Regions from separate parts of the Mus musculus genome. Here regions 2 and 3 are each linked to region 1. A link is a contact called in public Micro-C and promoter capture Hi-C data. All regions are on one chromosome and are shown on one strand. The core of a region is the stretch at or near the end of the contact, and the rest is flanking DNA. Distances in the headings are between cores, read along the strand shown. Region 1 holds the start of Kansl3 (KAT8 regulatory NSL complex subunit 3). Region 2 holds the start of 4930439A04Rik (a long non-coding RNA gene). Region 3 holds the start of Tmem131 (transmembrane protein 131).

The links. Hi-C and Micro-C count contacts between places; a contact is called where the count stands out from the background. Capture Hi-C pulls out chosen DNA fragments and counts their contacts.
Region 2: a contact with region 1 is called in a promoter capture Hi-C map of liver, with 2.3 times the contacts expected there. The contact joins the promoter of 4930439A04Rik here to the promoter of Kansl3 in region 1. A contact is called at or near these places in 1 of 39 promoter capture datasets (liver) and 1 of 9 other capture datasets (liver).
Region 3: a contact with region 1 is called in a Micro-C map of embryonic stem cells, with 5 times the contacts expected there. The contact joins the promoter of Tmem131 here to the promoter of Kansl3 in region 1. A contact is called at or near these places in 1 of 39 promoter capture datasets (cranial neural crest), 3 of 484 Hi-C or Micro-C datasets (CD4 T cells and embryonic stem cells), 1 of 115 datasets of contacts at active chromatin or transcription factors (pancreatic cancer cells) and 1 of 9 other capture datasets (pancreatic islet).

Annotation. Positions count from the first base shown.
Region 1 is chr1:36,367,645-36,370,962 of GRCm38.p6, forward strand. It overlaps Kansl3 (KAT8 regulatory NSL complex subunit 3), which reads right to left and starts at 1,537. Exons shown (of 22, transcript NM_001310513.1): 1 at 1,461-1,537; 2 at 125-390. The coding sequence starts at 339.
Region 2 is chr1:37,332,725-37,336,042 of GRCm38.p6, forward strand. 4930439A04Rik (a long non-coding RNA gene) reads right to left here and starts at 1,508. Exons shown (of 4, transcript XR_003947777.1): 1 at 1,340-1,508; 2 at 921-1,110. All of the region lies in intron 1 of Inpp4a (inositol polyphosphate-4-phosphatase, type I), which reads left to right.
Region 3 is chr1:36,937,798-36,941,115 of GRCm38.p6, forward strand. Tmem131 (transmembrane protein 131) reads right to left here and starts at 1,730. Exons shown (of 41, transcript NM_018872.2): 1 at 1,368-1,730. The coding sequence starts at 1,548.

The DNA.
Region 1 (3,318 bases), core at 287-2,786:
ATGCTGCTCATCCAAGCTCTCCATTCACCCTGCAGCCCCAATCACTCCTAAGAACATCTAAGCCCCGCCACGCATCACTTCCTTAAGAAGGAAACCCAAACTCACATGGTATTCTCAAACTCACATAGTATTCTCCTGCTGCCGACGGGGGGTTACAAAGAGCATGCGGGTGGGGCGGGCACTACTGGCATCTGGGTGGGCACTCCACGGTTTTGCATAGCTATGATCCAGGAAAACGAGGTCCAGTTCCCGCTCATGCACTGAAAGCTGGAAGAGCAGGGAGGTACCCATCCGCCGAGCTGAAGTCTGGAAGTCCCTCTCCCCACCCCGGTGGGCCATGTCAGTAGTCAAGCAGCCAAGTCAGGGTGTGAATATCTGCATGCTAGTCACCTGCAGTGAAAGGGGGCTTGTGAATTCAATAGCTTCCATTTCTCCCAACTTTCACTATCAAAACATGTCTTTATGCTCAGCATTCGATCTTTGATTATGCACATCTATGTGTCCTCCCACACCGCCACCAAACAGAACGGTGCCATACACAATTTTATAACTGTAAACTGACAAGACTCCACAGTTCACAAAAACATGACCTTTGCAATTGCCAAGGCGTGGTGACGCACGCCTTTAATCCCAGCACTGGGGAGGCGGAAGCAGACGGATCTCCGGGAGTTCAAGGGCAGCCTAGTCTACAGAGTGGGTTCCAGGACAGCCAGAGCAATATATTGAGATCCCATCTCAAAAACAAAAACCTAAATTTGCTGGGCAATTTTCTTCCTGGGTGGTAAAGGTTTTTGCAAACCAGAGGGATCACAAACATGAATTCATCAAAAGCTAAAGGTCCCTACTTTTCGTCCCCTAAACAGGACGTGGGCAGGGCTGGTCTGCTCGGGTGGCCCCAGCACAACAGGCGGGCACCGCGGGCCTCCAAGCTTCATTGCTTTGGGCTGAGGTCAAGGGGACTCTCCTAGGGTCACGCTCCACCAAAGGTTTGCATCAACCTCATGGTACTCCGGAGTTTTGGGAAGAGAAAAACTAGAGCCCGCCCTCAGCCCGGCCGGGCCCTCAGAAGGCCTCTCCTCCTTCGCCCTCCCTCGGCGAGGCGCCCAGCAAACGGCCCGCTCCTCTGAGAGGTTCCCGCCACGGAACCGCAGAACCTCAAAACGGCCCACCCGGGCGGCGGCCCCGGAGCCCGGACGACTCGGCCAAGGTCATCCCGAGTTCCCGGCGAGGAGGAGCCGCCCGGCCCCACCTCCCCTCCCGGGGCCCTCCTCGGCCTCGCGCCTCGGCCGCCCCAGCGCCGCGTCTGCCTCCCGCGCCCCGCCCGGCCGGCCCGGCCTGGCCCGCGGCTTCAGCCCCCGACCCCTCATGCCCGCGGAGCCCCGAGGGCTTCTCCGAGCCCGCCGCCCAACGCCTGGAACCCCACGGGCCACCACCCGCGCCGGGGCAAAACCGCGTCTCACCCGCAGTTGTCGGCCGCGCGCTCGCCCGAGCCGGACCCCAATGCGCGTGCGCCTTACCTCCCGGCGCCTTGGGCTCTGAGGAAAACGCGGAAGCAGATCGCTCTCCCGGAACCGCGCGGCGGCGAGCGGCAAAGCCCGGAGCGGATCCGCGCCCGGGACCTGGCTAACCTGTGGGGAACGCGGAAAGCGCGCGCGACTCCCGGGGCAGAGACGTTCTCCCTCTGCGTTTTCTGTGGGAAAAGTGAGGACAAAGAGCAAGATAGTTCAGACCACCCCAGCGCTCGGTGTCCCCTTCCCTGTTACAGAGCTGGGTTCAATTTGCAGTGTGCGGGTGGGGTTTATTTCAGCCCATCGGGGTTTATAATCCTAGCACTCTCTGGAGGCTGAGACAGGAGGATCGAGGTGAGTTCCAGAACAACCTGAGCTACACCATGACACCCTGTCTCAAGACCTCAAAGCAAACCAGAGAGATGGGGAGATGAAGAGAGGGAGGGAAAGCTTTGCAGAATGTTGGGATACAATTCTAGGGCTCTGCGGAGTTTAATAAGAAACTGGTACAGCTCAGACTAGGATGAGGTGGAAGATGAGGCAGAGGACAGATGTAAGGTTCAATTTTTTTTTCCCCCAGGTTTTTTTAATTAGGTATTTAAAAGGATCTTTACCAATCCTAAATCAGATAGGGGACTAATATCCAATATATATAAAGAACTCAAAAACATGGACTAAAGAAAACCAAATAACCCCATTAAAAATGGGGCTCAGAGCTAAACAAAGAATTCTCAACTGAGGAATACCAAATGGCTGAGAAGCACCTGAAAAAATGTTCAACATCCTTAATCATCAGGGAAATGCAAATCAAAACAACCCTGAGATTCCACCTCACACCATCAGAATGGCTAAGATTAAAAATTCAGGTGACAGCAGATACTTGCAAGGATGTGGAGAAAGAGGAACACTCCTCCATTGCTGGTGGGATTGCAAGCTTGTACAACCACTCTGGAAATCAGTCTGGTGGTTCCTCAGAAAATTGGACATAGTACTACCAGAGAATCCAGCAATACCTCTCCTGGGCATGTATCCAGATGTTCCAACTGGTAATAAGAACACATGCTCCACTATGTTCATAGCAGCCTTATTTATAATAGCCAGAAGTTGGAAAGAACCCGGATGTCCCTCAACAGAGGAATGGATACAGAAAATGTGGTACATTTACACAGTGGAGTACTACTCAGCTATTAAAAACAATGAATTTAAGGTTCGACTTTTAACTGCTTGGCTCAGCCTTTTTCTCAACTTTGAAATGTGCAAATGCCTAAACCCTGATTCACCAGGTTGCCAGGGGAATGCAGTCAATTATTTCTGCCACCTGTCAAGAGCTCCATTGATTTCTTGATGGCAATTACTATGAGCGACCCCCACCTCCCGGTCTTAGAACTCAGTGTTATTGGTTGTTTTTTCATTTATGGAGGGGATGGAGAGACAGGGTCCCATGTATCTCAGGCTAGGCTCATTCTAGCTATGCAGCCAGGGAAGACCTTGAATTTGGTTGATGGTTTGGTTCGATTTGGGTTTTGATTTTGTTTGGTTGGTTGTTTTTGTTTTGTTTTTGTTTTTGTTTTGTGTTTTGAGACAGAGTTTCTCTATGGAGCCCTGCTGTCCTGGAACAAGCTCTGTTGGCCAGGCTAGCCTCAAACACAGAGATCCGTCTTCTGCGCATGCCCACCACTTCCTGGTTGCCCTTGAACTTCTGACTCTTCTGCCCCTCTTCTTTTCAAGTGTCCGGATTATAGGCCTGCACCACCATAGAACACTGTTTTAAACACTCAGTTGCCATCCCATTTAGGCTTAAATAAGGTAG
Region 2 (3,318 bases), core at 258-2,757, 970 kb after region 1:
ACTTTGAAATATTATTATTAATTTTTTTAACGAATTTCTTCTGTAAGTTCAGTGTTGCCCAGCCAGGCTCTGGAGTGGGGCTGCCCTGGAAAGTGGTTGTCACCTTATGAGGGCCATTAACAAAACTGACTCTTTTTTCCCAGAAGCTCTCGACACCAGTAGCTCCTCAGCTAGGGATGGGATCCAGTGCCCACTTTCTACCATCCGTGCCAGGACTTTGTCTGGGGAGAGCTTGGCAGGCCTTGTGCACACTGTCACAATAACTAGCTGTGCATTCATTTGTGCAGTTGCCCAGCTGTGTATGGGAAACACTGTCTCCCTGATGTCATCTGTTTCTGGCCCCTCTTCCATGAAAACGGAAGCCTTGAACTTTGGGGGAAGGGTGTGGCAAGTATGTCTAATTTAGGGCTGAGCACACTATAGTCTCTTATTCTCTATGTTAATTGCCGTCTACTGCAAGGAGGAACTTCTTTAATGATGGTTGAGAGATGATCTGTTCAATGGGATTTGTTTTAATGGTATGCCTGTAAGCAAAATATAGTATTTGGTTCTCCCTAGGGCCTATGACCTATTTAGCCCTGGGTTCTTGGCCCCTTTAACGATTCAGGTCTTAGTTCCATCTCATGGAGCAGTCTTAGAAAGTAACTTGTTCCAGCCATGGCATTTGTGCCAAAGCTGCACCAGTGAGTAGGGGTAACTCATTACTAGGTGGGAGTTTAGGTGGTGGATCTTAAAGAATTAAGTTTTGTCCTTGCATGACATGGTGTTTCATGTATAATTATATATCCAGCTTTATACAGCCACGAAATTCTGACCATCCTCCTCTCTTTGGTATGTAATTAATGTCTTTGTACATCGCCATGGTTGTTGGGGAATGAGGTAGAGGACAGTCTACAAAGCTGCAGGGTGATGGCACTTACCCAGAATTCCTTGTAACCTCTTCAGATGTAGTGGAGACCAAGGTGTGAGCCTTGGTGAGAAGGATCTGGTCCTAGAAGGTCCTGTAAGGACTGTCAGGTTGTTGGGAAGTGGGAGCTCATACAGGAAGGGAGGTCTCCTCACTTTTTGCCTTGTTCTGGAAAGCTGTGGTACCATCCGCTGAGCTGGAAACTAGAGATGGAGAAAGAAGGCTGGACACAGGAGCAGTGTACACACCCCCAGGAAGCGGCAATATCTACATAAGGGGCTGGGTTTCTGTACTGATTTTCTTTTTCTGACCTTGCTGTTTATCACAAGGGACAAAGAGCACACGACTCTGGTAAAGGCAGCTAGATGAAGCTGGTTAGGGTAGAATCCTGACCCCAAGCCCTGCCTGTGGTTATGCAGAGGTGAAACTTACAGTTAATCCAAGAAGTGTGACAGGTATCTCTGGTCTGTCAGCTCTGACATTTTGTTATCCTTGGGCTGCCTTCTTCCTGCTCTTGTCCTGTGTGAAATTAGGACTCAACACCTCCTTGCCCTAGAATCCCCACTCACTTGTTAGCACCCAGAATCTAGAATCTAGAACAGCTGCTGCCTTTGTCAGTGGGCACAGGAGGGAACAGGGCCTGATTCTGCCTACATCATAGTCAGAACTTGGTGTATCCTTTGTGTGTCAGGAGATGTTTTGGTTTATTTTCTGAAATTACTATTTTACAATGTGTGGACTCTTTCTGCTTACAAAACAAAAGCATGTTCCAAGGGAGATAGGCGTTCTAATGATAGCTTCCTAGATTAAAATATCACACTGGGATATGAAATGAGGTTATATTTCTCTCTTTTATGGGAATAAATGAAGAAAACTCAAACTGGGTCAGACAGGTTGATGGTAGGAATAGTAGGTCCTGTCAGGAGCCAGCTGCAGTCGAGACCCAGTTAATGAAAACCGAGCTGTAGTTCCAAAAGGAAAATGGGGCTGGGGCAGGGGCATGAGCTTTGTGCCCTTTGGAGAATTTCGTATTATGGAATGTAATGTAGTCAGGTGGCACACACATTTGATTTGGGGAAAGGTTTCTATCTCGGCATCTGCTGACCACTGACATGGTAGTATGGTGACAGCCATGTCAGAAGAGCCTCATGAGCACCCAACTGGGACCTCGCACAGGGTGGGCTGGGGGCAGACATAAGCCCCTCTGTCCTGGTCTGTCCTATCCCTGTTCTCTTTAGAGCTTTCACACTTACTTCTCTGGGAGGCTTAGATTCTCTGCCCCACAGCCAGGAAGCACTGGCACATTTCAGTGGACAAGAGTGGGGGGGCATTGAAGACAGAAAAGAACAGAAAGCCAGGTGCATTTAATACGACCCTGGCATATATAACTCAAGAGATGGGCCCTCTGCGTGGTTGTGTTCCCGAGCCACAGGCATCCTCCCTGCGGGCAAATAGGCAGCAAGCAGTGCCCAGGTGGGGGGACTTGGGGACACACTAGTCATGGGTAGGGTGGAGTCTGTGCTCTTATTGTCAACTGTTGGGAGTCTTTTCAGAGTAGTTCTTAAGATAAAAGGATCTAATGTATTGTTTTCTAGTATGGTATGCTGGTTGGTTTTTATTGTTAGCTTGACAAACTAGAGCCTTTCACCAACCCCCAAAAAATGAAGAAAAAGAGAGAAAGAAAAGAAACCCCAGTTAAAGAATTTCCTCCTCCTGATTGACCTATCTGTAAGGAATTATCTTCATGATTGCTGGTGGGGCAGTGAGGGGGTAGTGGTGGGGGGCTTACTGTAGGCAGCACCATGCCTAGGCAAATGGGCTGGGCTGTACAAAAAAAGCAAACAGAGCAAGCTAGTAAGCAGCTTTCAAAACATCACGGTTTCTGCTTCGGTTACTGCCTTGAATTCCTGTCCCAACTTCCCTCAAAGCTAGACTGTGACCTGGAAGCATATGCCAGATTGACCCTTTCCTCTCCACCTTTGGTCATGATGCTTATCATGACAACAGGAAAAGCAAGCTAGGAAGTGTGGTTTGCTTTTAATAGTGTGTGTGTGTGTGTGTGTGTGTGTGTGTGTGTGTGTGTGTGTGTATGTGTACACCTGAGTGTGTCTATAATGGGTGTGTGTATGAGGAGCAAGCAAAGGTCAGAAAAGGCATGGATCCTTTGGAACTGGAATTACAGATGTTTGTGAGCCACCATGTGGATGCTGGAAACTGAGTCTGGGTCCTCTGGAGGATCAGTAAATGCTCATAACTGCTGAGTGGTCGCTCCAAACCTCCACCTTATTTTTTGAGAGAATATCTCTTATTGAAACTAGTGCTTGAAGACTCAGACTGGCTGGAAATGCAGGGCCTCCAGGGATCCTCCTGTGTCTGCGTCTCCAACACTGGGGTTACAGGTGTGTGCCAAA
Region 3 (3,318 bases), core at 480-2,979, 570 kb after region 1:
AGCAAAGCAAAGCCAGCGCCCCTCTAGGTCACAGTGAAGCACACAAGTACACATGCCCATTCAATTATCACACTATAAAAGGTTCACTCAACACACATGGGCAAATGTTGGCTACCATGGCCACCCATAACAACACTAAACTAACAGGGGATCATAAATAATAAGAACTATGACAATCCCAGGCCTGACCATCTTAAAGCAGCATTTTTTAATGTTTAAAATAATCTTGCCTCTGCCAAATCCCTGCTTGCCTGTTAACCAGGCTGACTCTGTTTATAGAGTTAAGTGAGAGAATATAATGTTTCTAAGGAAAATAAATAATAAACTGACACAGAGTTGCACTTTAAGGCTAATCTGGTTTACTTTACAGCTGCTAGCCAGTAACAGCGACTTTATACAGGAAAAACAAAAATAATCTAACTAGTTTTCTTCTTAGGGAAAAAAAAAAGCAGCATTCACTGTGAATTAATTCATGAAGGTTCTGTGACTGCTCACACTTCTCCTTGGGCTCACGTTCAGAAACAGGTAGTCCAGAACACCCCCACCCCCAAATTAGTCTTCAAGACTGCAAAGTAATTTCTGATCTTGTCAAAGTACCAGTTTTACAACCTTACAATATTAGAGGAGTTATTAAAACTGGAGTGCGGCTTCAATTGTGAGTTACAGGTGAAGGGTGTGCAAGCTGGGAACTTGACATTCGTTTCTAAGGGCTCACACATCAAAGAGAAAGGCACCGAATTACGTGAGGATATTAAAGCAGAAATGGAAACCGGCTTCCAGTAGCTTACTAGAGGCAAATGAGAGTCTATTTAGGGCTAATAACAAACGATCCTCCATACCGCAAAGGGATAGTGAAGAAGGATACTAAGGAAACAAGAGCCTCTTCAAAGAGATGTCCCAGCAAATAGAAATTTTATAAGCCGTGTATTGAAGCCTTTCCACCAGTCTCGCTTTTTTTTTTTCTTCTTTTTTAACCACCGCATTTTAAAGTGAGCTCGGTCCGCATGCCCAAATTAAAACCTGACAAAGGGAAAACAAGAAAAGCGTCCCGCGATCGACCTAGCAGGAGCCACCAAGAAGCCTAAAAGCGGGGTGCCTCCTCGCATAGCGGGCCAAGTGGCAAGAACCTACAAGAGAGCTCGGGAAGTTTTATGGGCACTGACAGTAGACGAGGGAAAGACCGGGACACGGTGAGGGGAAAGGAATCACGGAGCAGCGGCAGAGCCGCGGCGCGCGGCCGACGCGGCAGCTCGCCGAACCCCGAGTCGCCGGCTCGGGACGGGGCTCGACCCAGCAACTTCGCGCCGGCGCCCGTCGCGGGCCTCCCTCTGCCGCCTGTCGCCCGCCGCCCGCCGCCGGCAACCCACCTTCCTTCTCGGCCCGCGCCGCGGCCACCACGAGGGTCATCACCAGGTGCAGCGCTCCCAGGAGGCCCGCGGCTGCGCTCCGAGGACCCCCGCCTCGGCCAGCCGCGGGCTCCAGCCCGGCCGCGGAGGACGTGGAGGCGGCGGCGGCGGCGGCGGCTGCTCCTCCCGCCCGCTTCCCCATCCTGGCGGGCCGGGGGCCGCCGAGCTCGAGGTCCTGCGCGACCCTTCTCCGCGAGGCGACGGCAGCGGCGCGGGAGCCGTGGTCCGGGCTATGGCCGCGGTGCCCGAGGAGAGAGCGGTTGTGGGCCCAGAGCTCGGGCTCCCGGCGTGGGTCTGGGTCGGTGCGTGCGTGGGAGCGAGAGTGTCAGTCACAGTCTCGGCATCGGCATCGCCTACGAAGAGCCGGAACGGAGAGGCCGCGGGTCAGGCACGGCGGGCGGCCATACTGGAAACGGGCAAGGGCCGCGGGCCCCGGCGCTGGCCTCTAAGGGGCGGGGCAGAGCGCAGGGGCCCGCCCCCTCCGTGCCAATACCTGGGCGGCCCGCCGGTTCGCGTGCTCCCCGTGGACTCCGTGAGCTCCGGCTCCTCGCCCCGCCCTCAGAATCACACGGGCTTCACCGACCGGACGGGCCGGGGCGGCCAACCGCACCCTGTCACTGCCGCACGGCCCGGGAGAAGGAGGGAGAGGGACCCGGGCCGGCCAGGAGTTAAGATGGCGGCCGGAGCTTCACGGAGGCAATGACGGCAGTCACGTGGGAGATAGGGTAGCCACGCTGCGCAGCCGCTTTGGTGCGTGGGCGGGGCCCGGCCGCGCCTCCGACGCCGGGACAAACCCGGGTCTAGTGGTACTGCAATGTCCGAGCCTTTCAGAGGGCTGAGTGCGCATCCGGAGCCCAGCGCCGACAGTCCGTGCCAGTGATTTCTCGGGTCGCACCTCTGCCTCTCGGTGGCTTTGACGTGGGAAGTGTTCAGGGTCCGATTCAATTTCTTGCAGTGCTTCCTTAAGAACGGGGGACCCGCCCTCTTTACATTTGTGTCTTCCAAAGCGTACCCAAGAGGGACTTAATGGAACCTTCGTACCTCTTGTTCACAGGAAGCCCTTTTTATGCAGTTTCTTTGCTTGCTTGTATTTGGAAACTTACCATGTGTGTAAAAAGCATTAGTTGGGGCGGGGTGGAGGAACAAGGCGAGGTGTGCCAGAAATCAGACTGGGTTTTCTCTGTCTTGGAATGATCAATATGTTTCTATGCGCATACTCCTTTCAAAGGCCAAAATCAAAGATGGTGTGTCTTAGTCTCCTGTAAGAAGCACCTCATGTCTCCCAGGTTAAAGTTTGAGTGTGTGTGTGTGTTTTTCTGTGTGTCTGTTTGCTCGATACAAGTCTTAATCTAGGCCCTTTGGGGAAGGGGAAGGAAGGATATTGTCACAGTTTGGTAGCCTGGTCACTTCCCCCCAGAGCCTAGCCCCAGAGTCTTTTTTTGCTTTTCTCAGCTTTTGGTTGAGTTAGTCGATCTATTTAAAAGGCCACATTTGCCTATTGCATGTCTTAGAACAAACTAGAAAAGAAAATGGGATTTCAGAAAACCTTTTTTAAAAGGTACTCAACGTTCTTCCTTCTGCTGTCGTCCTGTTTGTGAAGCAAACATGTAAATTAATAATACATTTTGAAGGCGTCCTCACCCCCGATGGCTTTTGGTTTGCCCCCCACCCCCACCCCCAAGGCATTCTCCTTCTGTAGCCTAGGTTGACCTAGAACTCACTGTGAGCCCAGGCTGGAGTGGAACTCATTGTGTTCCTTAAAAGTCAGTAGAATACTGGGATTAGAGGTATATGCCACCATCCCTGACTGCTGTTTTAAAGAACATTAATTTTTTGAATACTAGCACTGAATTTAAGTTAATGGTTTTCAGTGCTGGGTATCCAACCCAGGGCTTAAATTTTCTTCTTAATG